3 separate regions of the Sus scrofa genome follow, and all the other regions are linked to region 3. A link is a contact called in public Hi-C data. All regions are on one chromosome and are shown on one strand. Each heading gives the region's core, a stretch centred on a gene start, on an enhancer-like site or on the middle of the called end of the contact. The rest is flanking DNA. Distances are from core to core; before and after follow the strand shown. Region 1 holds the start of TLE6 (transducin-like enhancer protein 6). Region 2 holds the start of GNA11 (G protein subunit alpha 11). Region 3 holds the start of TLE2 (transducin-like enhancer protein 2).

The links. Hi-C and Micro-C count contacts between places; a contact is called where the count stands out from the background.
Region 1: a contact with region 3 is called in a Hi-C map of liver, with 3 times the contacts expected there. The contact joins the promoter of TLE6 here to the promoter of TLE2 in region 3. A contact is called at or near these places in 1 of 5 promoter capture datasets (liver), 12 of 47 Hi-C or Micro-C datasets (alveolar macrophages, blood, brain and 6 more) and 1 of 2 datasets of contacts at active chromatin or transcription factors (skeletal muscle).
Region 2: a contact with region 3 is called in a Hi-C map of liver, with 7 times the contacts expected there. The contact joins the promoter of GNA11 here to the promoter of TLE2 in region 3. A contact is called at or near these places in 5 of 47 Hi-C or Micro-C datasets (embryonic fibroblasts, heart right ventricle, liver and 1 more).

Annotation. Positions count from the first base shown.
Region 1 is chr2:75,549,052-75,552,839 of Sscrofa11.1, reverse strand. It overlaps TLE6 (transducin-like enhancer protein 6), which reads left to right and starts at 2,164. Exons shown (of 15, transcript XM_021084155.1): 1 at 2,164-2,283; 2 at 2,874-2,979; 3 at 3,706-3,779. The coding sequence starts at 2,911. It overlaps LOC110259369 (a long non-coding RNA gene), which reads right to left and starts at 2,121. Exons shown (of 5, transcript XR_002341701.1): 1 at 1,893-2,121; 2 at 1,423-1,605.
Region 2 is chr2:75,454,901-75,458,680 of Sscrofa11.1, reverse strand. GNA11 (G protein subunit alpha 11) reads left to right here and starts at 1,826. Exons shown (of 7, transcript NM_001044538.2): 1 at 1,826-1,964. The coding sequence starts at 1,829.
Region 3 is chr2:75,508,420-75,512,797 of Sscrofa11.1, reverse strand. TLE2 (transducin-like enhancer protein 2) reads right to left here and starts at 2,522. Exons shown (of 20, transcript XM_021084148.1): 1 at 2,356-2,522.

The sequences.
Region 1 (3,788 bases), core at 915-3,414, 40 kb before region 3:
AGCTTTGGAAATGCAAAGACTTTTTCTCTCCAACTTTCATCCAAACCTTGGATTCCAAGTAAACCACAACAACTCGAGAACCAAGAAAGAAATCTTAGCTTCCTCCTTCCCAAGGAGCTGTGTCATCTGCCCCCTTTCTGAGTGCTCAAGGAGGCTGTGTCCCTGCTGGCCAGGCTGGAGCAAGCAGGGGACAGTGAAAGGAAGAAGCAGAAGGAGCCACATCAGCCAAAATGGCAAATGTGACCCCAACCCCATGCTCAGGGACATCCCACAAGTGGAGACAGAGTAGCTACTCTAAAATGCTTCTGATTTCCAGAGGGACCTAGGATTTTTTTCTTTTTTAAGACCCTCAGGGAGATCCCGCGGTGGCATAGGAGGTTAAGGATTCTCAGCTGAGACTGGGATTTGATCCCTGGCTGGGAACTTCTATATGCCTTGGGTCTGGCCAAAAAAGAACCTCAGATCTGGTTCTGCTCTCACTGGCAATGGGAAGGTAATGGGAAGGTTCTAGATCTGCAGTGGGGATGGTTATCCCTAGCCACATGTGGCTACTGAGCAATTGACATTCTTTGGGCCAGTGTGCCCGAGGAACTGACTTTTAAGTTTTATTTCATTTTAATTCATTTTAATTTAAATAACCACAGGTATCCAGCAGATACCCTAGGAGACAAGACAGCCTCGGATAAACTGGTGTGTCCAGCTGACCAACGACAACCATGGAGAGGAGGGGAGCACACAGGGAGAGGCAATTAGCAGCAGACTGGACCATAAATATAATACACTTCAATTGAGGGCCAGTGGAGGGATCAAGGGCGAAAACCTTTAGTTGCCGCCAATCCGTGGCAGCCCTCACTTTCTTCTCCATAGATAAGCCACAAAACCCAATTTGTGTGTTTACATCATAACCCCTAGGGGCTGCACATCCCAAGATCTGAACCCTCAGTGGCCTATTTCCCTTACACACTCCTCACCCCCCACAAAGCACAAGATGGGGTTGTGGGGGAGATTTCTCCGGTTTGTGTGGATCCCAAGCCAGCATCCTTCCCACCCCCTCCAGGTGCAGGCAGGTATAAGAATCCCCATCAGCATTCTGTGAATTTTGAACACAACAGGGTTTAGGGCCATGGAGATTACAAGATTAGCTCCAATATAAAACAGATTTGGAGAAAAATAAGAAAGGGAGAATGGAGGCCTCCCTAAGGTGGTGACCTCTGACCCAGAGCTGAAGGTGAGGGATCCAGTCAGTGGCAGTCAGGGGAGAGACCCTCTCTGGCCCAGGGGAGAAGAGCCAGTGTAAAGGCTCTGGGGTGGGCACAAACTTGGCGTCTCACCCCAAACTCTGGACTAACGGCTTCACATCTCAGAATCCCTCCACACACCCCACCCCTAAGTCTGACATCACCCCAGGCCTAGAGTACCCACCACTCTTTCTCTCTTGGCCTTGAACCTGAGAGAGCTGAACTAGGCCAATAGTCCCAAGGCCTTTGCAGCTCCAGCTTTTGGTTCTCAGATTCTCAGAGCCTCTGTCCCTGGGCTTGAAGAGCAGCAGGGAAAATTCGCTGATAAAATGCACAGCCCTGGGTTTGGCTCCTGGGAAGCCTGGAACTAAAAAAGTTCAGTTTTTTAATATTGAGGAAAAGGGTCTTAGTGCGTATCTAAGGACTAGAGCGAGACTGCCCTACCTAAGATCCCCCCACTTCCACTCTCAGCGCCCCACCCCACCCCCGCCTCCCAGCCACGAGTCACTCCTGGGTAAGACGAAAAAATTATAAGGCTTCTCACCAAACAAGGCAACTACAAGCCTCCCAGGCCCTCCCCAAGTTCTACCCTCTCAGACCCCCAAACCCCTTGTCCTTCTAAATATCTTTACTCCAGCCTGAACCCCAAACTACCTTGACTCTGCAAGCAACCCTTTCCTGCAGCGGGACCGCGAGGGTTAAGCTGCGGCGCCGGGCGCGCTGATTGACAGTCCGGCCGGCGGCTGGGGAGAGCCGACCAATCAGCGACGGCGACCGAGACCCACGTGGGAAAGCAGCCTAGCCATTGGCCAGCGCCGCCAGCAGCCGCCCGCGGAGCCTGAGCCCACGTGCAGCTGCTCCCTGCTCATTGACCAGCTTCCCGGTTCAGGTGGCTGCGGGCCGGGGCGGGGCTGGGGCGGGCCGGGGTGGGGCCCGATGGGTCAATTGGCCCCGGGGGATGGGAGGAGGCGCTTCCAGTCTGCCTGAACTTGGCCGACCCTCGCGGCATCTTCCTGGCACCTCACGGGCCACGATCTTGAGGGAGGCGAGTAGACCCGCCGGTCTCCTGGAGGACCTCAGGGTCCCTGGGCTGGGGAGGAGGCTGGAGGGATGCTGAGGGGTAGAAGCGAAGTGAAGAAGGGTTAGGCTTGCTGCTACAGGAGTGATTGGAGTAGAGCGAAGTCTCTTTCCTCCTGAGAAATTTCTCCTAATGCACCTGGCCAACTCTTACTCATCCGTCAAAACCCCTTTCCAAATTATGTTCTCCCGTACTTTAAGAAGTTGTCTCAAAACTAAGATTGAGCTTTGGCATCCTTCTCTGGGTTTCCTCCCACCCTGACTGCTCCTGGCGGGGTGTGTAGGTGTTCAGAACCATACCCCCCCCACCACCTCATAAGGTGAGGTCCTAGGGTCCCCATCACTAATTAACACAGCTGGAAGCAACAGCGGGGTAGATGAGTGAATGTAGGATGTAGGGAATGCTGTGGAATACCGCAGGCAGGGAGGGGACTGGGGACTCAGGACTGGGTCCTGGCAGGGGTGGGTGGGAGGCCGAGGGTGGGGTAGAGCTGCTTCTGTCCCTGCCACTGCCCAGCCTTCTGTGTTCATGATCTTCTGTCTTGTTACTTTTATTAGAGTCCCTGGCTAAAGTCTTTGTGACTTCTGCCTGAAGATGACCTCTCGGGGCCATCGCAGCCCCCACGAGCACCTTCAAAAGATGGTGAGGCCTCCAGGAACTTTGGTGAGGAGGGCCTGGCTTGGCATTAGCCCCTGGGGGAGAGGGGGTAAGAGGTTGGGGGCTGGGCTCAAATCTAGTTCTCCTGCTCCTGAGAGAGGAAGAGATGTAGGCCTGTCTTGCCAGGCCTTAAGCTGGGGACACCAACCCATCATGGTTTAAGATATTTATTTATTTAGTCCTTTTAGGGCTGAACCCATGACATATGGAGGTCCCCAGGCTATGGGTCCAATCGGAGCTGCAGCTGCTGGCCTACATTGCAGCCATAGCCACAAAAACACAGGATCCAAGCTGAGTCCGCCACCTACACCTCAGCTCATGGCAATGCCAGATCCTTAACCCACTGAGCAAGGCCAGAGATCGAACCCAAATCCTCACGGATACTAGTCAGATTCCTTTCCTCTGCACCACAATGAGAAATCCTCAGTTAATATTTTATGAACCAAAAAAAAAAAAAAAAAAAAAACCTCCCCCCATTCCTTCCTAAAAGACTATTTCTAAGCTTAGGCCGGGGGCAGGCAAACTTCTCTAAAGGGCCAGAGAGTAAATATTTTCAACTTTAGGCCAAGAAGCAAAATGGAAGATGCCTGTGGGTACTTAAGTAATAAGAGAGCAAGCCAGTTATCTTCAGGTCTCAGGAAGTCCCACCCCTCCCTCCTGGGAACTGATGACCTGATTGCTGGGATACTGGGAGCCTGTGGGTCTTGTTTATCCCTCTTTCAATCTCTCCAGGCTCATCCTGAGGCCAGCCTTCCAGCCCTGAACTACCAGGAGGTTCTGGATCAACTCAAGCAGCAGTTCCCCAGGTGAGGGCC
Region 2 (3,780 bases), core at 577-3,076, 53 kb after region 3:
GCGTGTCCAACTAGGGTGGGGGCAGAAGGGCCAAGATCAGAGCCTTAAGGAGCCAACCTTTCCTCAGTCCCAATCAACTAATCAGTGGAGACCTTGACCTTCCCCTCTCCCCTTATCTCAAGACAGGTGAGCACAGTGTTCAAGGTGCAGCTTGGAAGGTACATGATGTGATCTGGGCAGAGCCGGGGGTGGGGGTGGGGGTTCCAGCCAAGTCAGGGCTGGGGGAGGTGCCGATGTCAGGGAACTGTGGAGAATGGCACCTCACTTTCCTTGTCCATGAAATGGGTCTCAGCATGAGGAGCACCTCAGACTTTTATACTTTTCCCATCATTCGAAACACATGGGTTGAGTACCTCCTGTGTGTTTGGGCCTCTTTCTAGGTCTCTTTCTGTTAAGAGGCCAGACAGTGAAATTTTTTTTTTTTTTTTGTCTTTTCTAGGGCTGCACCCGCGGCATATGGAGGGTCCCAGGCTAGAGGTCAAATTGGAGCTGTAGCCGCCAGCCTATGCCAGAGCCACAGCAATGCCAGATCCAAGCCACATCTGCGACCTACACCACAGTTCACAGCAACGCTGGATCCTTAATCCACTGAGCCGAGGCCAGGGATTGAACCCATAACCTCATGGTTCCTAGTCTGATTCATTAACCACTGAGCCACGATGGGAACTTCCAGATAGTAAATATTTTAGGGCTGTAGCAACTACATAACTCTGCTGGTGCAGGGTAAAGGCAGCAAATCTCCATAAATGAATGGGCGTGGCTATGCTACCATAAAATTAACTTGGCAGGACTCGGTATATAGTAGGCACTTCATTAATCCTTGTTCCCTGACTGTAATATAGTAGCGCTGCACTAATACCTGGTCCATGCCTGGTATATAGCAAGTGTTGCATTAATGCTTGGACATGCAAGGTTTACAGTAAGCATTCCACTAATGTTTGTTTCCTGCCTGGTATACACCAGGCATTGCATTAATGCTTGGTTACATCGTGGGCACGGCATTAATAGCTGGTCCAGGCCTGGTATACAGCAAGTACTCCATTAATGCTCATTCCATACCTGGCATACAGAAGGCCTTACATTAATGCTAAGCCCAAGTCTGGTATATAGGAGAGGTTCCCTTAATGCATGCTCCAAGAATGGTTGAGAGTAAGGTTCATTTCTGGTCAGGCAATGGCAGGGTCCTGGGAGGCCGTGAATGCTGGTACCTCGCTGCCTCACATGGAGCCCGACGGATCGACCGACAGCAGCTGCGGATCTGAGCCTTTAGCTCCAGCATAGCCGAGCAGGGCCGAGCGGAGCCGAGCGCAGCCGAGCCGCCCTGCAGAGTCCGCCACATTCCCACAATCCCGGGCGGCCCCGCCCGGCTCCCAGCTGCGCGTCCCCCTTCCCACGTCGGCGCAACCTAACCCTCGGGCGCGCCCGCCTCGCCCCGCCCCGCCCCGCCCGTGCGACGCCCCGCCCAGCCCAGCTGCTAGTCCCGCCCCCGCGGCGGGCGCGCGGGCCACCGCCCCCTCCCATTGGCCGCACTGGCCGCCCGTCGGCGCTGTGCGGGCGCGGGTTAGGTTGTGAGGCGCTGTCGCTCGGTCGCGGCGGCTGCGGTTGGCGGTGGCGGCGGCAGTGGCGGCGGCGGCGGCGCGGGCAGAGGGCGTCCGGGCGGGATCAGCGGCCAAGCGGGACCGGCGCTCGCAGGTGGCCGAGGCTGACCGCCGGCCCGGGGGCCGAGCGCCGAGGGCCAGGCGGGCGCGGCCAGGGCAGCTCCGGGCCAGGGCCGGGCCGGCCGGGGGGCGACGGCGGGGGCGGCCGGCGGGCGGCCGGGGCCGGAACGATGACTCTGGAGTCCATGATGGCGTGTTGCCTGAGCGATGAGGTGAAGGAGTCCAAAAGGATCAACGCCGAGATTGAGAAGCAGCTGCGGCGGGACAAGCGCGACGCCCGGCGCGAGCTCAAGCTGCTGCTGCTCGGTGAGTGGGCCTGGCCTGCGGGGTCCCCAGGGCCAGCGGCGCGGGGACGGCCGAGCGTGGCGGCCCTGCGTGGTGTCCACGGTGGGGACCCCGGGCCTTGGGGTCAGCGTACTCGGTGCCGTCGGCCTCTGGGCCACCTAAACCCCGCAGGGTCATCCCCAATCTCTGCTGTACAGGCTGAGTCCCTGAAACGCGAGGGGCCAGCTCCTGCCTCTGCTGTCCACATCAGCGCCCCAGAGCCTCAGGATCTGCCCGTGCCTCTTCTTTCCATGGCAGGGCCCTGATCCCCAATCCCCGAAGTGTCAGTCCCCAGTCTCTGCTGTCCAGAACGGGCCCGGGTTCCTTCAGGATTAGCCCTCGCCCCTCCTGTCCAGGTGGGCTCCCAGGACGCTTCGGGATCAGTCCCGGCCTCTGCTGTCCACTCCTTGATCCCTGCAGGGCCAGCTTCTGCTTCTGCTCTCCAGGTCAGGCCCCCATAACCCTGGAGGGTCTGCCCTATGCCCCTTCTCTTGAGACACGGCCTCTCCCTGCACAGGGCTGGCCCTCCGTCTCTCCCCCACCAGGTGTGCCCCCCTTGCTGACCCCAGCATCTGTTCAGGTCCAGACCTTCCGGCTGTAGTCCAGTAGATGTGCCCCTTGCCTCCTGGGATCCTTTCTCCACTCTTCCCACCAGGTGGAGCCCTGTTCCCTGCGTGCAGGGCCCCTCCAATCTCCGTTCTCTCAGACCAGTCTGTGTGGGGAAGACCCATGTCCCTGCCAGTGAGGTACACCGCATGGGCGAGAAGACAGCCTGTCCCCTTTTCTTGGGGTCGGGGCAGGTGGAGCCCCAGAGGGGCCTTAGCCGGTTTTCAGAACTGGCCAACTCGGCAACCCCCCCTATGTCTTAGTGGGAGCCTGGGCTCCCCGGTCCTCCTCTCCTCCTGGAGAAGACTCCTGTTCGAATCTCCATCTCCCCAAGGCACACCTGTTGGTGGGAGCCAGTCGGCCCAGCTGTCAGCGAAGTGTTGTCACCCCAAATAAGGGTTGTTGGAGGCCTTACCTCCGCAGTCAAAGGCAAGAAGGTCGTTTACACAACAGAAGCCCTTGCCCTACCTTCTCTGGACCTGGGCTGCATTCCTGCACTGTGGGAAAGTTGGAAATGCAGCTGCGATGGGCCGTGGGTGGAGGAGGGGTCTGCCGCGGAGGGGTGTACCGGCTTATTGGTGCAGGGTTTGGAGTCACTGAGTTGCATGGTGGAGGAATGACTTTGTGGAGGCTGCAGGTCTTGGTGGGAACATCTTACTTCTCCCACCTGTGGGGACCCCCCCTGTCCTCTCTTTGATAAAATACCTTGCCAATTTCTTTTCCCCAAATTTGTTCCGCTTTACCTAAAGGCTATAACATGGGCCATCTTTGCAGCAAAGACAGGCAGAGAGTAACCTTAAAGTTTGGAGAAAACTGGCAGTGGAGTCCCAGTGGCATTTGGGAGGACAGCGTGGCACTGGCTGGCTTTTGCCAGAAGAGGTAGACTTTATTGTCAGAACTGGGGTTTCAAAATTACCAGCATATTAATGTTACCAGACCCATGGCCTGGCTGGAGGCTGGAGGCTGGGGGCTGCGTGAGCCCGCAGTTGCTCCCACTGCCAGCCCTGAGCCCTTCCAGGCCCCAGACTGACATGGTGGTGGGTGCTCCTGCATCCTTGGTATGTGTATCTGGTCTCCCTGGGCCTGGACTGAGGAGGCTTGCAGGGGCTCTGGAAGCATCTGTTGCCCACCCTTGGGTGTGGGGTGTTGGCTGTGGGAGCACCTGTGTCTGTGATCCTACTCCTCCCCTGAG
Region 3 (4,378 bases), core at 1,273-3,772:
CTGGGCCTTCTCTTGTCAAAAGTTCTCCATCTCCTCAAGTTCAAAGATTCCTTCTTCATCTTCATCTTGCAGCTCTGCCCAGAGTGGCCTTTCCTCTCCCTGCTCCCACGCCCTCCTGACCTGGTTGCCCTTCCTTTCTGAGGGCTGATCTCTTTTCACGTAGCCTGGTCACCTGAATGTCACCTTTGCCCAGCCCTCTGGCTGCCCAGGCTCTAAGCCGCTGCTGTGTCCTCTTTGAGGCTTGAATCATCACCTTTGTGAAGATGGCTCCAAGCTCTGACTCTACCCCTGGTCCCTACCCCTGGGAGACCCAGCCCTGAGGGTATAGCCACTAACAAACAAATATTTCCTGGAGGTCCCCCAGGCCACTGGATGCACTGTCTTTCCCCAGATCTGTCCCTCACCCTGACAGGCCCCAGTCCACCCTGATCCCCCAGAACAGAGCATCGACCTAGTGGCGTCTTTCCCCCTCACCTGCCATGCAACCCTGCTCCACAACTCCACAGCCCCCTGCCATCACCAGCTCTTCCTCCTCTTCCATTTGGATCTCAGGCCACCTTCTCCCTCTTGTCACCTTCTGTTTGAGTCTGGGTCTGGCCCTCCCTCACTTAACTGCCTGCATGGGGAGGGGGTGCCCTTGTGATAAAGTCCCAGCTCTTTAGGCTAGCCTGAGATTCCCTGCACCACCTGGCCTGGCCCAGCTTACCTCCCTCCACCCTTTCAAACACTCTCTCTGCTCCAGCCCCACCAGCCAGATTACCTAATCTGTGTTCCTTCCCACCTCTGGGCCTCTGTTTATGTTGCTATCTCTTTCTGGAATTTCCCTCCTGCTCCTTTTCTGCCTGGAGAAAATCCATTCCTTCAAGGCCCAACCCAAATAGCACCTCTTCGAGGCAGCTCCTCCAAAAGGCCTCTCTTCCTCCACACACACGGAACAGAGACTGTCTAAAGTTGGCAGGAACATGGGTATTTATTCTATAATCCTCTCCTCCTGAGGAAGATGCTGAGGCCCTAGCAAGGAAGGGCCCAGGCCTTGCCCAGGAGGCTACCAGGCTGGGTGAGATGGAGCTGAGGACACACTTCAGGCCCATAGAGTCAGTGCCAGGGCAGAGGGAGCACTCAGGACCTAAGGGACCCAGAGCAGGAATAGGAACTCTGCCTGGTTAAGTTCAGAGGAGGCTTCCTGGTGGAGGGGACCTTCACCCACCAGTCTTTAGATCCCTCAGCCAAGCACACTCCACAGAGGAGGGTAAATACAGATTTGTGGGTTGCCTGAGAAGCCACAAAACCACACACACACACACACACACAGACACACACTCCTCTCGTGTTTGTAATCTGCCAGGAAGGAGGAGACGATTTGCTCTCTGTGCAGCAGCAGTCCCAGCTTTGAGAATTTGGGGAGGCTCAGCAGAGAGCAATCTGTGAGATGAGGGGACCCATCTCACAGGCAGATTACTTGATAACTCGCTGAAATGCCACATCCGGCCAGAGCAGGAGGCAGGGAAACGGCTGCCAGGAGTGAGTTACAGCCTGGGCAGTCTAGCACAACCTTCTCATTTCACAGGGAAGGCTTTCCCCAGCTCACTCCATGGCTTAACCCCCCACCCCTCTGGGTCTCAGTTTCCCCATCTGCAAAACCCGGGGGAGAGGCTGCAAAATTGGAGGAAGGGACTTAGCTTTTGATCTCTCCCCTCCCACTGTACAGAAAGACTCAGCCCTGGTTCCTGGCTGGGTTTTTATGATGTGGATGTGGGTGTGTTTTTTTTTTTTTTTTTTTTTTTTTTTTTAAAGGAAAAAGCTGAGAAGCAGCACTGGGACCCCGGATTGCTCAGACCACCTTAAATCAGCCTCGCCGCCTCAGCTACTGTGGAAATTCCTTTCTCCGCGGTGGTTGGCTGGGCGCGCCAGCCAATCCATCCGCGGCGCTCCCACATGGGTCCATGACGTCACAACAGGCGCCAGCCAATGGGGATCAGGGAGCCCGCAACCAATGGCAGAAGGCTCTAGGATCGTCTGGGCCAATCGGAAGGCGGCGAGGCGCTCCCAGCGGGGGACGGAGAGTGTGGCTCCCCCTCCCAGAGACCCTCGTGGATGCCGGAGACTGCCAATGTTGGAGAAGGGGGTGGGGATCCGGCTGGCTTAGTATCCAAAAACAAGGAGAAGCGAGGCACCCCCTGAGCCTGGCGTGTCTACCCTTAAAAACAAGAGTCCATCAGCCAACATACTACCTTGCAAAAGCCCGGCCGGCTGGCGGGGCGACTAGCGCCTTTCGCCCTATTTCACAGATAGGTAAACTGAGGTAAAGAGACATTAAGTCACTCTGGACGCCCGGGGAAGAACAGAGATGCTCACCTAACCCCAGAGGATTCCAGCACGGCTCCGTTTCTGTCATCGGGTCGGATGGGGAGGAATGAACCCATGTGCCAGCGAAAGGAGGCAGTGGCTGGTCCCTGTGCCTCAGTTTCCCCGCGCGCGCAAGCGGGAGAGAAGTCCACGGCAAGGGTTCTTGGAAAGACTACGAGCCCCAGAAGCTCCCGCGCGGCGCCGGCCCGGTCTGTCAATCAAAGTAACGTGGGTCCCTCTCCGGCCCGCGCTCCCCCGCCCGCTGCCTCTCTCCTGCCAGCTCCCGCTCCCTCCCCGCCGGCTCCCGGCCCGGCGCGGTATAATTACAGCCCATTGATCCGACCCGGGCCGGGAAAGCGGCTCCCTCGGGGAGGCCAAGCCTTTGGCTTCCGACTTCACCAACCTCTGCCTACCGCCCCCCTAGCCGAGCTGCCGGGCCACCAGCCAGGCCTGTCTCTTCCCGCTGGCCAGGGCTCGCGGGTGACCTCTAAGCCTTGGTTCCCGCCACGGTTGGCGTTAAAACCCCCTCAGAAAAATCACACACAGGTTTCCTTACACCCTGGACCAAGGGGAGCTCTCCTGGCCTGTTCTAGCGCTCCCCTCACGTGATCTAAAGACTGGGGCATCTCTCGGGGCCCCAGTTTCCTCACCTGTGTAGTGAGATGGTTGCACAAGACTTAGTCATGAAACCGTGCTTTCTGTTGGCCCCCAGTGTGTTCCCAATTTTAGGGAAGCTGGGGGAAACCAAGCACAACACTCGGCCCCCGGAGATTGGTCACGGCTGGGATTGGGGCAGAGCCAAGAGTGTGGTGACTGCTTGGGGAGTTGGAAAAACTTCCTAGATGTGGGGGTTGGTGGTGTTTAAGCTGGGGTTCTGCAGAATGCATAGGAGTTGCCTCCTTTGAGCAGTAACTTTATATCACCCTAAACCACCCTGGAAGAAGAAAGATGGTGATTGAGGAGACTTGAGCTCTGACCAAGGCCTTGCCTTGCTGGGTGGACCTCTGAACATTCCCTGGCTGTGAACCAGAGAGTGGTAATACCCCTCTGCCTACTTTCACAAGGGTCTGTAAAGTCCCAATAGGTTTTGGCCAATGGGAAACAGGGGAAAATGCAATCAGTGGCAGGAAGCACTAGGATTGGCAGGGGGCTTCAAATTCCAGCCTCTTCCTGGGCAAGAACTGGATGGCTCAGGGGGAAAAAAAAGAGGCTTTGGGGAGTCCAGGATGGACCTGGGCTCAGTGGGTATTCTCATCTGGAAAGCAAGGTTGCTAATGGAATCTTCAAAAAAGCTCAAGCGTACAAAGTACTTAAAATAATTAATAGTAAATGCTCAGAAAGGGGTAGCCATTTGCTCTCCCTTTATGCCCCAAAGGGTCCTTCTCTCCTGGCCTCCCTTCACACTCCACAGCTGGGCTCTGCACCCACTCTCCACTCCTCTCACATCCTGGATCCTCCATTAAAATGCGAATCAGTTCCCATCCTTCCCTCTGCTCAAGAATCTTCCATAGCTCTCCATCACCCTCAGAACAAAATCCAACCTCACTACCTCTGTCGACATGATCTGACCCCCATCACCTTCCTCCTCGCACCCCCTCCCTCTCTCCTCTTCACTCACTCCCCTCCAGCCACATAGGCCTCCTGGCTGTTCCTCCAGCACACCAGGCATGGTCCTGCCCCAGTGCCTTTGCACAAGCTGTTTCCTTTGCCCAGACCATGGCTGGCACATCTCTTCCTTCCGGTCTTAGAACATTGAACATCACAATCTAGGGAGGCCTGGCCTGGCCAGCTTGGCTGCAGTAGCCCCCACCCTCCCTACCTGGTCAGCTTCTCTCATTTCCTTCAGAAGCCTCATCACTCACTGAACCCTTAAGTTTGTTTATATTTATGGTCTGTCCAGGCCCAACCCAGTGCCTGCTCCACATATGTGTTGGGAAGATAAAAAGATGAGCTTAGAGAGGTGCAGAGCTCTCCCAGGTCACCCAGCATGGTGGGCAGTCCCCCAGGACCCCTGACAATCTGGCCAGTGCTG